2 separate regions of the Sus scrofa genome follow, and region 1 is linked to region 2. Evidence: chromatin contacts called from public HiChIP or PLAC-seq data. All regions are on one chromosome and are shown on one strand. Each heading gives the region's core, a stretch centred on a gene start, on an enhancer-like site or on the middle of the called end of the contact. The rest is flanking DNA. Distances are from core to core; before and after follow the strand shown.

The links. HiChIP or PLAC-seq counts read pairs in DNA pulled down with a chosen protein or histone mark.
Region 1: a contact with region 2 is called in an H3K27ac HiChIP or PLAC-seq map of alveolar macrophages. The contact joins the enhancer-like site here to the promoter of MBNL3 in region 2. A contact is called at or near these places in 2 of 5 promoter capture datasets (fetal liver and liver), 7 of 47 Hi-C or Micro-C datasets (embryonic fibroblasts, fetal liver, heart right ventricle and 2 more) and 1 of 2 datasets of contacts at active chromatin or transcription factors (alveolar macrophages).

Annotation. Positions count from the first base shown.
Region 1 is chrX:108,603,254-108,605,953 of Sscrofa11.1, reverse strand. It overlaps a transcript of MBNL3 not described here. Among named protein-coding and RNA genes, the nearest start is that of MBNL3, 75 kb to the right of the region's middle. Within about 2 kb of position 1,368, at least 25 of the 83 cell types and tissues checked have an H3K27ac peak or open chromatin away from gene starts, as enhancers often do. A contact at or near this core is called in alveolar macrophages, fetal liver and liver, where this site is marked.
Region 2 is chrX:108,528,007-108,530,706 of Sscrofa11.1, reverse strand. It overlaps MBNL3 (muscleblind like splicing regulator 3), which reads left to right and starts at 1,274. Exons shown (of 9, transcript NM_001243933.1): 1 at 1,274-1,291; 2 at 1,914-1,977.

The DNA of each region.
Region 1 (2,700 bases), core at 119-2,618, 75 kb before region 2:
CGTTTGTCCTCTGAAAAGCAGCCATTCAGTAAGTGGCCCGGTTGTGGGTGCTGTTTTGTTGAAAAAAGCTCATGGATGTTTCCCCAAATTCTTGCAGGCTGTGATCCATGAGGATCCCAAAGAAGAGTGTATTCTTTTCCCAAGGGAGACCGAGAAAAGTTTAAAGCCCCAAGTGATTGAGGGCAGCGTATTTTCTACGTAGTGGGGTAGCATGAAGGAAAACCTTATCAGCTCACCCCAAAGTATGAAGTGAGAAAGAGCACACATTAGAGGGTCACGTTTTATATCTAAGGGCTTCCAACTGCAGAAACCCGGAAGTGGAGGTTGGTCTTGGGGGTGCCAGGCAGTCCGATCTGTTTCACGAATGCCTGTAGCAGCCCTGCCCTCGGCAGACGTGTCAGTAAGCGCTCTGCCCGCTTTCTGAAGCCAGGGTCTGGGCTGGAATCAGATCGACAGGCCCCCCAAGGGAAGGCCTTTTTTGAGAAAGGCATTTTGGCGGGGGGGTTGGCGGAACTTTGGCCAACTAGCTCCCCTGGCTAGCATTTATGAATCCTCTTTCCCAGAGCAAGAGAAACCTGCTTTTGCTGGGCAGATAGCCCCCGCCCCATACAGAATGGACACACTGAGAGTTCAGTGGAGCAATAGTGTGAAGGCAAAACGCTTGTGCTTTCAGATGAAACTCCCTGCCTTCCCCCCCCCCCCCCCCGGCTGTCTTGTGATTGAGAGGGTGACAGGCTGGAGAGATGTGGCACAGGGCTTGGCATTTCACAGTGCTGCACAAAGACAAGAATACCTCCATATGTTCTGAAGAGTGGCGATACTAATAAAGGATCTAAAATGCGATTCCCTCAGAGAGCTCGCGGCCGTGCACGTGCTTTGAAGTTGCACAAGTCATGCTGTGGGCTGGTGAGAGACAGAGGGAGAGAGAAACCAACTTGAAGAAGCTAGTTCCTCTTCTCTGGGGTGTTGGAGTCTGCAGTTCTGTCTCTTACTAATCAGGTGCATGCAAGTCCCTGTTCTGAAAATTGCGCCAAAATTAACAGGCACCATCTAGGCTGTCTAATGTCTGATTCTGAACACTTTTACTTTTCCTAATGTGGTCTGTTAATCCTGTATTCGTTAAAAATGCAGACATTCAAGCGACTGGTTGTGTGACCTGTGCTAAGGAGATTTTTCGGGTAAAAGTTACATTTTTCACTTTCAAGCCCAGATCATGTAATAATAGCCCTCCTCATGGCCTCTCCATCTATCCCCAAAGAAATTTCCATCATGTTTTTAGCCATCTAAGAAAACAGTTCAGATGGAGGCGTTCCGAAATGGCGACAAGCAATGACAGGAAATGCCGTTTGCACTGGTCTCCTTCATAACTCAGGCCACAGCTGGCTGATTTGCTTTTAACTTCCTGTTTGGGGGCTCTTTGGGTCAAAAGTAGCAGTGTTTTCCATATAGAGAGGTTTTTTTTTTTTGGTGTGTGTGTTTTTTTTTTTTTTTTTTTTTTTGCTTTATTCTGTAGGGCCACAATAAATCTGTCACTGGCCTGCATGTTTTGTATATTTTATGGACTGTATCATGTGGTTTGAGTTTAATTTGGAAGGCAGTGTTTTACAATCAAGATCCCCCCCTACACGTGCAGCTTTAGGGTCTGGGATTGCACGGCCCTCGGAAGTTTATAGCTCTGTTTACACAGTAGTGATTGCCGAGAAGGGCATTTCCTGCCAGTTAATGACTGGTCGGAAAGGCCAGCAGTCCAAATCCAGGGGGAGAGGAACCATTCATTAAATGCCACGGAGGGACCAGGGCGCTTTTATCATGAAGTGGCGAGGAGAAAGTGAAAACACAGGCCGCCTTTTGAAGAGCCCAAAGCCGCGCGGGCACAGCCAGATATGGATGGGGTGCCTTGTGGAATGGAAAACGGAGATTCTTTTCATGACAGGGACCGACTGACTTTCCCACAGGGTACCAAATCAAGATGTGAGTGAGGAGGGCATTTTATTTCTTTGAGGCTGACGACCCCGTGGAGGGGACAAATAAAGATGAGAGCCCTGAACTTGCCAAGTGTTAGCAGCCTGAAAATGGTCAACCCACAGGTGTGACAGCTCCCTTAAAAACCTGGAAGACCCCATGATTTAACTTCCTAATTTGTTGAATAACCGATCATGGCTAAAGTGGGCAAGAATTTAGGGACGGAAAGGATGATCCCTTCTTTTCAAGGTCAGTTTAGCAAGACACCAAAATTCGGTTTCGCTCCCCCAATATAAAGAAGGTAAATAATACAGGCGAAGAATGCTTGGCCTCTTGTGGAAGTACCTTTGAGGGCTGTAATGTTAACCATTTAACCTAAGACATTCCCAGGAAACAGTTCTGTCCCCAGTATAATTCTTGCCTGCTATAAAGCAGCTGAGGTGTGAAGGAGAATTTGGCATTGATTTAGAGCAAAAACAGAATCGGACCGAGATTAGGTTCACATCCAGGAATTCCTGACTTCCTGGCCTGTCCTTCACTCTCTCAGCTTCTTAAGGCTTCAATTTGCCAGAATGTTAAATCTTTATGAAGGGTAAACATCTGTTCTACGTTCTTTAATGGATGCCTCCACATAAGGGCGGTTGTGTGACACCCCCACTTCAGAACTTGGCTTGGTCCTTTACCTTGAAATTTTAATTTCGTTCATATCTTCCAAATGTGGTGGGGGATGGCAGGGGT
Region 2 (2,700 bases), core at 25-2,524:
GCTCTGGGGAGGTCAAGTATGGGCAGAAATGGTCAATGTCACGTCAACGGCCCATCCGGTTCTTTGGAGTTTACTACATGCCATGGGGCTTGCTTTGAACTTTAGGCAGAGGGAGCTGAATCAGATCGCTCTTTTCCTAAGGCTTCTGCAGTGAGATGTGTCGAGAGGTGTTTTGGGGGAGGCGGAAAGAGGGATGGTTCTGTGATTGAATTATGTTTCTGAACTCAAAGTCAGCAGGTTTCTTTGCTGTAGAACAAGTGACAAGAGAACCTTTCTTATGCTCCTGTGGACAAGTCATCTACAGGAGAGGACTAGAGGGTGCTGTTCCTTCCAAGTATTTCTCCGGGAAAACTCCGTTCCTGAGGCTCCTGCCCTGGGAATAGTGGTGTGCGGTGCACACTCTGGCACACGCTGGACTGAATGATCTCCGAGAGCCTTTCCAGCTTTACTGTTGGATGTTTCTATGACATATTGTCTCTAAACATAGAAGCTTCCCCAGTGAAGTAGTGTCATTCTTTCTGACCTTAACTAATTCTGACTCTGATCATTCCAACAAAGGAGGCTACGGTCCTAATGGGTAAAATGTAAATTCAGGACCGTGTGACTAACTCCTGAATGTTTACAGGTGCCACTTTTGTGATATACATAGTCTATAAGGTGGGGCTATAACAGATTGCCATTTTTCCTAAAGATATTGTTTCGTTTCTTAGAGTTGGCCCTGCCCTCCACTTCTCAGGCATTGGCTGAGAAAGACATTTAGGCAAATAATGGCTATCCGTGCCATTTTTTTTTTTCTTTTTGAGTGTTACCATGCCATTTTTTGCCTGTTTCGAATATGTATCTGCCTGGATCTTACGTGTGCATGTAGAAACAGGATGCTTAAGCACACGTTTTCCTGGCCTGTAGTGGATGACTTCAAGACTAAAGAAATTAAAGTTAACCTGCCTTCCCCTTCCCCCCCCAGTGCACAGACACACTAAGAAAACCCTTAAAAACATAAAAGCCTCATCTTGCTTTAATCACGTGTAGGTTCAAAAAAAGTTGTATACATTTTGAGCCAGGAGTTAGGCCTGGTGGTCACACAGTCTGCCCCCTCCCCCGGATTCAAGTTGGTGGGAGGAGCTCCCACAGGCATCAGTGTCTTTGAATATACAGTTGCGCCACTGTGGTTGGGAAAGTGGAGTGGCTGACCGGGTAGGGAGCCGTGTGAAGCTTTTGGTGGGAGGAGCCATGGAATAAAAAATTGCTTTCTCCAGCCGTCAACTTCCTTAAATTCCTTGCAGCTGGTCAGGTAAGCTGGGCCTGAGGGTGCCTCCTGCTTTGCCCCGGGCAACCGAAGGCCTAGTAGAGCCGGGGCTGATTCTATGGAGGGGGCTGCTTAGGACCTTAAGGTAAAGAGAGTAAGTAAAGTGGGGTTTCGAGGATTTACCTTTATTTTAGCTGAACCCACCAAGATGGAAGAATAGGTAGGGAGAGGGTGGCTAGATAATAGATTGCATGGGGCATACTTACACTAAAAAATCCGCCCTCGTTTATCTGAAATTCAAATTTGATTGGGCATCCTGAATTTTCATTTGATAAAGCTGGCAACCCTAGATAGGATTCCAGGCAGAAGCCCTAGCCGGGAAGAAAAGGTACAAGCAGCTGGTGTCCCTTTTTGTCCTGGTTCTAAATCGCTGTGGTTAGTGACTAGATGGGGTGTCCAGCAAAAGGAGCCCGAGGACCCTAAGATTTGACAAAGGCCCGAGGGGGACCCTCTCTCTACTTTATGTTGCTTCGTAACAAAGCCTATGTAGTAAGTAGCTTCATGAAGTTGCATGATTTTATGTGTGTTTCTTGGAGTAACAAATTGTCATTCTTTTCTCTTTTCCTTTTTTTTTTCCCTATATTTTAATGACATTTTACATTGGCAGCCATCAACTACTTTAAAGACAGCTTCCATGAATACTTAGCATCGGAAACGCCTTCTGACTCTTGGTAAACTCAGTGGGCTTCACTTTTCTTGGGGGTTCTAATTTCCTTCTGGTTGGCTGTCTTATAGACAGAGAGGATGTGTTCCTGAAGAGCAGATTATTGAAGAGATAGTTAATATTTTTTTCTAAAGCAATTGAAGGTATTCGATTAGACCGGTGAGGAAAAATTGAGGGGGAGGCAGGAAGCAGATCTGAGTTACTGGGAAGGCAGGCTTGGTTTCACTCTGAACAGCAACTCTGACTTTTAGTGCTGTTTGCTCTTCGAGAAAATTCAGAGAAAAACTTCAAGTTTGGGATTATTTGAAAATAAATGTTTGGTGTGAATTCAGCTGAACAGGGGTCTTAAAGCACGGTGGGGGGACATTTTTCTCGTAAGAAGTCTGGATACGCAGTAGAGATGCCCAAGAAGGCCCCGCTCTAGTGATTGACCTAAAGCCTTGTATTCCTCCTTTGTCTAAGTGGCTTCAGGGAGTTTGACTTGCAGCTGGTTAGAGAAATGCAGGGTGGGGATGGAGCCCACCTGTCAAGGAAGGCAGTTTATTCTAAGGTGACCCTGGTGCTCCCCTTGGGCAGGCCCAGGTGCTAATTAAATATGAATCCACTGCAGGTGCCTTTACTCAGCTCTGTGGGGTCCTCTATCCTGGAGGCGGGGGGAGTTCTGGTGGCCACAGATCCCTGGGAATTAGAACAGGGTTTAGGTCTGTGTGCCTTAGGATTTCCTAACATT